Regions from separate parts of the Drosophila melanogaster genome. Here all the other regions are linked to region 3. Evidence: chromatin contacts called from public ChIA-PET and Hi-C data. All regions are on one chromosome and are shown on one strand. Each heading gives the region's core, a stretch centred on a gene start, on an enhancer-like site or on the middle of the called end of the contact. The rest is flanking DNA. Distances are from core to core; before and after follow the strand shown.

Region 1 (2,700 bases), core at 97-2,596, 75 kb after region 3:
GAATTAATTATGCCGTGCCTGCGCTTGGTTTCTAGCTGATTAAAATTGTTTTACGATTTCACGATTTATATATATTCAATGGAATATAGACGCCTGATTTGGGGCTTGTCACTGAACTTCAGACACGTGTGTGCGGCAGTGTTTTGGTTCTCGATACGTTGTAGATTAATTCGCGCACGATTCTTTTTCGTTTCTGATTCTAATTCTAATTCTGATTCAGAATGTAGAGCTCGTAACTGAGAATTGAGAATTAAGAACTGAGTACTGAGTACTGAGAACTGAGAACTGAGAACTTAACACTGAGTACTGAGAGCTGAGTACTGAGAATTCAGAATTCCGATTCCGTTCCGATCCGAATCTCTCTATCGGCGAGGCCGCACAGCACGCGTCCAAATGCGAACTGAAACTAAAGCGCCGACCGAAGATATCCTCCAGCCAGCAAAAGCAAAAGTCGAGTGGGCTGGCTAGTCGATTCGATTGACTAACTGACGCGGTGACTCGGTTGACTGATTGATGGCTTGGCGGCTGGACGATGTCCGCTGGGACTGGGATTCGTATCGGATTGGTATTGGTATGCTGGGATGCTCGGATGCTGACCGCTGTTAGATGTTGGTTGGATGCTGGGATGACTGTGCTGTTGCTGTTGCAGATACTTTGATGCAGACAGATTTTGAGTCTGGTTTGGGTTTGGTTTTGGGCTTTGATTTTGGATTTTTTGGGCAGGAGATGGGGCCGGGTTCGGCAATCAATCAATCAGGCCCTGTCCGTCCGACCGGCTATCTGTATCTCGGTATTTGGTATCTGAATCTGTATCTCGGTATCCGTATCTGTATCTGTATCTGCGGCTGTCGTCTGCCGTCGTAGCGCACGAATGATGTCCGACCACACAGTGCCTGTTAGTTTTATAGAATTTTTTCATGCTAAAAAGATTTACGCTCGTGTCGTCGTCTTTAATTTTCTTTTTGTTTCTCCGCACATTTCGCCTGTAGTTGATTTCTGATTTCAGATTGTTTTATTGTGTTTTTTCCTCTGGTATTGGGTATTGGTTATTGGGTATTTTGTATTTTGTATTTTGTATTTGGTATTGGGATGGATGGATGCGGCTGCTGTTAGTTGGGCCGGAATACACCAGATGAAGCGGGGCAGGGCTCCGAAATCGGATGGGTAGATCGGTAGAACGGTGGATCGATGGATCGGTCGGGCCGGTCGTTTGATCGATAACTCTACAGGCAGGTCACGTTGTCGTGGACCAGCTTGTTGTTGCTGCTGGGTTTTTTGAGTTTGAATTATTCATGTATTTATGCAGTCACTAAAAAGTTTGCTCCTCATCGCTGACCGCTGTCAATTGGTTCACGTACCGCTCAATACTGAGATGCTCGCGATGCTTCGAAAATCGTTCAAAATTTCGTCAGCATTTCCGAACAGACTCGGCACACGCTTATCGCAATCTGAGAGCTCTATAGAGCGGGAGAGTCAGGTTGTCGCAGTACAAATAAGACGAAATAAAAATATAAAAGAAAAAAAAAAAAGAAAGCAGGGCAAAAAATATGAAAATTATTTGTTTCAGTTTGCGATGGCCACGAGTTCACTCCACTCAGCAGTGTCTATGAATTTTCTTTGATGCTGCTTCCCCCCAGATACAGATACGTATGTATATTACGCTTGTTATTTATGGATACGCGACGCATTGGATTTAGCATTTCCATTAAGATTTTTGGAATTTTCAGACTTATCAGCTGCCGACTACGCAGGCAGCGTTAAGTCGCATTCGCCACGAAAAAACATTATCAATTGGTGGTATGGTGGTTTCCACGGGGTATTACCTACCGAATGTAAACAATTGCATGGTAAACAAATTAAGTCAAGGCAAAAACAATAAAGTTCTGTTTTACCTATCTGCATTACGAGTATCAATATACCACAATGAATCCCCATTCCAGTCAAAATAAGTTCGGTATTTCTTTTAGGTTTTATGCTAGTGCGCCTAAGGCAAGTCTACTTAGGAGGTGTTTTATTATGAAAACGGTGCACTCTAATAAATAAATCGAAAGTCAAACTTGGAGTCTACGATAAAACTTGGTACATTGGTCTAGCTTATGACTATTATTGTTCTACGTTGTGAACTAGAAAAGAACTACGAAATCGTTTGAACTAAATTAAGTTAGATAACTAAGTTAAGTTAAGCATTAAGCAGTTAGCCATTTAGGTTTGCAAGAGCAGCGCTACGCCGGCCAGGATCCATTTGCCTGGCTTGTCTTTGGTCTTCAGATTCAAGTTGGACACATAGGTGGTGGGGCCTCGGGTGCGGGTCTTGTAGACCGGGCACTCGTACATGTTCCTCAGATCTTGCTTATCTTGGGTGATTGCCTGCGGTACATAGACGAGGTTAAATTGAATCGGATTCGCATTCAGTGTAGTAGAATAATGGAGTGGAATCTAGTTTTCGAATTTATGCCAACATGCGCCAGCAATGAGACGCCACAGATCCGCCCTCGATTCGCCGATTTGCGGATTTTAGCATTTGCCCGATTTGCATTTCCAACTCACCCGAATGTTGATCACCGGCATGGATGGGTAGAGCTCCTTGAGGCGCGACTCCATGATGATACCCTGCTGTATGTCCCACCTGGCGCCCTCCATGAAGATCCCATGCACGCAGCAGCCGTCGCGCGGTGCCGTCCTGCAATTTACAAGATCATC
Region 2 (2,845 bases), core at 37-2,536, 120 kb after region 3:
AAGGCTTGGCACCTTCGATGACTGGCTTGACCTTGTGGTCCACCTGGCTGGCGTGCTTCTGCGGAGCCTCTTTGTGGTCCCATCCCACCGCGGACTTGTCCTTTCGGTCCTCCTGAACGCCAAACTTGCCGCCAAAGCCCTTGGAGTAATCTTATGTTGGGAGAAGATATAAATAAAATAATCAGACATGAACATACTAAGAAAAAATCAATGAGAAATTCATTTCCGTTAGGTAACTTACCCTTCTGAGACTCGTGCTTCTCCACCTTCTCGATGTGATCCCAGCCCACGGCGGATTTATCCACCCGATCGGACTGCACTCCAAATTTGCCTCCGAAGCCGGTGGCGTAATCCTTCTGGGAGGCGTGCTTCTCGACCTTTTCGACGTGGTCCCAGCCCACGGCAGACTTGTCCTTGCGATCCTCTTGCACTCCGAACTTTCCCCCAAAACCATCGCTGTAGTCCTTCTGCGAGGCGTGCTTTCCCACCTTGCCCTGGTAGTCATGACCCACAGCCGACTTGTCCATGCGGTCCTTCTCAACGCCAAACTTGCCCCCGTATCCGTATCCTGCGTTCTGATCCTTCAGCAGCTGCTTCTTCTTGTCCAGATCGGCCTGCTCCGTCTCCTCGCGCAGCTTGTCCATGCTAAAAAGAATAAAGAAAGGGAACAATGAACCCGATACCCAGTGTTTCGAGAATTTCGGATGACTCACTCGATGGTGCCTGCTGTGCGACCGCTGCCGTCGATCGTCTTTGATCCCCAGCGCTGCTCCTGCTCACTGACATCGTTCACGAAGTCCGGATCCGTCTCCCAGTCGTCGTCCTCCGCGGAGGCTGCACTGGTGGCCTGAATCTGGTGACCGGCACTTGCCTTCCACATTCTTTTTACCGGTTTCTGGTCGCTGGTTACTCGCTTATCCTTATCTGCTGGGTAGATAGATAAACACCATGACGAGTGTGAGTAGTCGGGGCAGGTTTTCAGTTGCAGGGGCTCCGCTTCCGATTCGTGGCCCAGATAACAAGTCACAAAACACCGAAGAAGGGAGGGGCCGACAAAGCCGGATCGGGAACAAGATGCCACTGGCGCTCTATGTTCATATGTATACTCACATCCCGATGACTAACTCCTACTGCAAGAGGAACTTATGATCTGATGCCGCTAGGGATGTCTGCAAATTTCTGGGAGGAGAAGGGTTAAACAATTGATTCATAAAGAGACCAACAAACGGGAAACTAACTGAACTAAATTTCATTCGATACAATGGATGCATCGATATGCTACGAAAAGCCGATAAATTATTGTGATGAGCTTGACAAAAGGTAGTTGCTGCAGTTTTAGGGGCGCCCAATTTAAATGATTAAGAGATACAGTCGTGGTTCTTTTACTTTATTCGATAAGTCAATGCACCGATATATACTGCAGTACCAATATATGTGATCGTGATCAATAGAACTGAGTGCTCGGGCAAAAGGTATTTGATGTTATACCAAGTGGCGCCATAGTAATTTGTATAATTAATAAGATTCTGCCAGAACGGTAATTAACAGGTATAAGAGTTGACTTTTTTCATATAACCGCAAACATATCATCGATATATCGATAGTTTTGGATTTGAATTTGCTTCGATGTCGGCTGACAATTAACGTAATTGGTTTTTATATATAGTTATAAAAATACAAATAAAAATAGTTATAAAACGGCTTAGGAAGGAACAGGATATTTATTTAACTGTATTGCCCTAACGGCTGAATATTGAAGTCAAAGGTTACATTTTGAAATTCAATGCGTAATCAGATCTTATTTTCCCAATGTCGTCATTATCACAACGGAAATATCATGAATGTCTCAACAGCTTCCAATGCCGATGATTCATCCATCTCGGAACACTTTAGATTCTACGGTGTATACTATGACGACGCAGAAGATACCAGCTTCCAGTTAGGCGCTACCACCGAATATTTCCTAGCAACAACAACCTATCGCCGGTTGGTTCATCTCTAATCGACTTCCAGCGAGAGAGCGCGAGTATAAAAGCCAAAGACGGAGCGCAAACAGCTATGGTATTTATTCACATCGCTTGCAGTTCGCATCGTCTGACTTGTACGTTGAAAATCGAATATCATTGGTAAATCAAAAGGAATTTGTAGATAAAACTCATTGTTTACTCTCGCTGTGCCAGAAATCGCAAAAAATCAAGCGGAAAATCAGTCGGAAAAGTGAGAAAAGAAAGTGTGTGCTAAACACTCAAAGATAATTTTCATTTGTGCCATTCCAAAATGGGCATTTTGTAGAATTCTAGTTGTGGGTGCGGTATCGCGAGAATTCTCCAGAATCTTGTTTCTCTATTTACTTTATATTTCAATAATAAAAGCCTCGGGTGGGAGAAAAATTCAAAACCGAAAGATGACATCATCAAACTCAAAAGCAAAAGCCCCACTCTTTTGGCGTTTTCTCTCGCGACGCGTGTGACTTTTCTCATCTCCGACGAAATCTAAGTAAACTTTTCTGTTCCTTTCTTGCTTTCCCATTTTACGTAGGAATGAGAAGCGGAATTTTTCGAAATATCTCTATCCCCCAGTGCCCTGCTTAATTTAGTAATTCAATCAACTTCAATTGCCCGACAGGCACTTCAAACTACAGTAAGCACTGTGTATGAGCGCCTGTGCCTTGCTCAGCATTACTCACCGGAATCGGATGTGGCCACATTCCACCGTCCACAAAATATAGTAGTAGTGTACTCGAGGCCGTGCAATTATAGTAGAATAGGTGTGTCATCAAGGTTTATTACTAAGTGAATTGCTCAGTGCATTTGCAAAACATTTTTGAAACATTTCGAGGTACAGT
Region 3 (2,700 bases), core at 95-2,594:
GCAAATGAAACCGTGCAAACTGTGCTCTTTGTAAGAGTGTGCAAATTTGGCATTTCCTTGTAATTGGTCACCGAATTGATCAATTGAATGAATCTGTAGAAATTTAGATGCCATTTTGCTGGGAAGCTAACTTAGATAGAACATGCTAGCCTTCAAGAACAAAATGACTTGAGACATCTAATTATCCTGATTATATTTGGGGTTTAGAGTTGCGATAAATTCAGCTTCGACCAAGTGGAGGTCAGCATTTCGGATGATAAAATGAGATCTTGTGCGGACGGAGATAAGTTTTCCAAATGCCTGGTCGTTTGGAGGATTGTTATGTTTATAGCTCCATTACACTGACAAATTGGAAGATCTTCGTCTTGAGTTCCACATCGTGACTCGTACTTATCAATAGTGTTCTCAATTAAATTCATAATTTAATTATAATCAATTACGCGGTCTGTTGGTTTCGGGCGAACCTTCAGTTGGTGCTTCCAATGATAAGTTGCTGGATAATGATGACGAGGGGTATCAGGTGTATCTTGAAATTTAAGTATAATTTAATTAGTTTAAGTAAGCTGAACTTATAATCTCCAAGATGCGTTTTTCCCCACAGGATCGTCGAATTGCTGAGCCTTCGAGAATCTCTGGCCCGTTTGAAGCCATTCATCGCAACAATGATCAACGATCAATACTGAACATAGGAAATAAATTTGAGAAGATTCAAGTCCAGTTGAACATTTCTTGGAGAGTAGCTAATTTATACGTTTAACGAACGCCATCTACACTTCGTTCTATCTGCCACTTAAAATTATTTTGCTTATACAGCGCCACCTATGTTTGGAATGCAAGAAGACGCGCGTATTGTATTTGGTATTTTATTATCTCTTGAAATTGAATACACATAACTATAACGTTGGCAACTCTCCATATCTGTAAATATTCAAGATGGCAACTATCGTAGTGTGTATATTTTAATCTGGCAGCTCCAGTAATTTTCACGCTTGCAGTTGATATAAAAAGTACATAAAAGTATGTTATTTCCAAATTGAGGTGAAAAATTAAACATATTTTTAACTTGGTATTTTAAATTAGCAATTATTAATGAGAGTATTGAAATCCAAACATATCCAGATATTAATATTTGAAGGTAGCATAGTAACAACTTTCGGTAAATAAATATCCAGGTATATTTAAAATACTTAACTTTTCATTTTAAATAAACCAGACTGTTCGGACTATTGACAAATTATAATAGTAATTTTATTCATAATGCAATATTTACAATTACATTTTCTTAACCGATTGCCATCCCGATTTCTACACCGGCTTATTCGATACAATAGGCCGATAACTCTCCATTTGGTAGTCACGACTTCTAAAATATCGATACGTTGGAATTGTGTAAATTTTCCACATCCCTGGGAATAATCGAGTTAAATTAAAATAACATGGCGTTAAGGTCGGATTACGAGGTGAGCAAAAATAAAGCCTGGATTACGATGAAAACTAAGTTAGTTAAGTGAGAAAATGGTTAAGTTTAAACTGTTGTTAGACCATGACGAGGGAACCAAAAAGAACCAGGGCCAAAACAAATTGGCCAAGTGATACGCTGAGCGGGCGTTGTTTTTAGTGGGAAAAATCGAAGCCCGAGTGCGCTGTGTGGGTGTGTGCGTGTATCTGTGTTGTGTACATTGCTTTTGGTGTTGTTCTTGCTGCTGCTGCTGCTACTACTATTTGTTTTGTTGCTGGTGAAAAAGCGAGAAGCAACGACAACAACAACAAAGCCGAGGCGACGCCCAACGAAGTTTACTAATTTGTTTGCGGGCTTTCGGTAACTGCAAACGGAATCGAATGTGAAACGGGGCGCAGTTACTAATCCTATTGGATCTGGATGGGCCTATATCCGCTTACCTGCTGATCTGTAAAAATAGCCTGGGCTTAGAGCCTGGCTTTTGACTTTTTTCTCGAATTTGTATTCGCTCTCCCTTTCTCTTGCTCTCTCTCTCTCTCTCTGCCTCTCTGTCTCTCTCTCTCTCGCTTTCCAGGTGCGCTTAGCTGGCATGCGCAATTTGCATTTCCAGGCCGACCAGTTTCCCAAATTTTCCACTTTCCCGGCGCGAAAGCTTTTCGCTTTTCCGTGCTTGGAAATCTTCCAGTTTTCGGCTTACATAACCGGTACTGCTGCCGCCCCTCCCGAACCACGCCCCATTCCGCCGCATCTCGCAGATTTCATTATTGGAATCTCGAGCTCTAGAACGAAACTACCCTGCATAACACGTTTATTTTTCCATTTTCCGTGCTTTCCCTCCTTCCGGAATTGGTGTCATTGGGCCGAGTAGTGCGCTGCTAATTACACACACTGGCACATTAGCGTAAATCGACGTACTTCTTACCGTACTTTTTTCTCAGTACGTAGCCCTTACTTTCCCTTCCCTACCCCCTCACCATTCGATTAGTTACTAAATGCCCCACCGATGACGCCACTTAATTACCCCGCAGAAGGTAATGAGTTCTTCGCCAGGGTTGTTGTTTCCACCCGGGCTTTCGGTTCTGTTCCTAGGGCTAGACCACCAATTCTAAGTCCGTATTGCCAGCTCTATTGATTTTGGGGCTTGTCTAAGGGCAGGTCACACACACGCACGCACCCACACACATACTGGTTCGACGGCCCGAAAGTATGCAAAACTATAGAGCAAGCGGTCTGAATCCACT

Evidence for each region. Hi-C and Micro-C count contacts between places; a contact is called where the count stands out from the background. ChIA-PET counts read pairs in DNA pulled down with a chosen protein or histone mark.
Region 1: a contact with region 3 is called in an RNA polymerase II ChIA-PET map of the Kc167 cell line, with 8 times the contacts expected there. The contact joins the promoter of peg here to the promoter of Atpalpha in region 3. A contact is called at or near these places in 1 of 1 datasets of contacts at CTCF or cohesin (the Kc167 cell line), 10 of 107 Hi-C or Micro-C datasets (the Clone 8 cell line, the D17-c3 cell line, the Kc167 cell line and 5 more) and 1 of 6 datasets of contacts at active chromatin or transcription factors (the Kc167 cell line).
Region 2: a Hi-C map of the Kc167 cell line shows a contact between it and region 3, with 5 times the contacts expected there. The contact joins the promoter of Cortactin here to the promoter of Atpalpha in region 3. A contact is called at or near these places in 21 of 107 Hi-C or Micro-C datasets (the Clone 8 cell line, the Kc167 cell line, the S2 cell line and 9 more) and 2 of 6 datasets of contacts at active chromatin or transcription factors (the Kc167 cell line and the S2 cell line).

Annotation. Positions count from the first base shown.
Region 1 is chr3R:21,022,817-21,025,516 of dm6, forward strand. peg (pegasus) reads right to left here and starts at 1,347. Exons shown (of 3, transcript NM_143973.3): 1 at 1-1,347. Dhc93AB (Dynein heavy chain at 93AB) reads right to left here. Exons shown (of 28, transcript NM_079700.3): 27 at 2,548-2,680; 28 at 1,764-2,367. The coding sequence ends at 2,203.
Region 2 is chr3R:21,063,185-21,066,029 of dm6, forward strand. Cortactin (cortactin,) reads right to left here and starts at 1,287. Exons shown (of 5, transcript NM_001260295.1): 1 at 1,239-1,287; 2 at 1,111-1,179; 3 at 714-924; 4 at 242-645; 5 at 1-150. The coding sequence starts at 880. It overlaps AnxB9 (Annexin B9), which reads left to right and starts at 2,057. Exons shown (of 5, transcript NM_206530.2): 1 at 2,057-2,217.
Region 3 is chr3R:20,947,370-20,950,069 of dm6, forward strand. It overlaps Atpalpha (Na pump alpha subunit), which reads left to right and starts at 1,345. Exons shown (of 10, transcript NM_001275861.1): 1 at 1,345-1,460.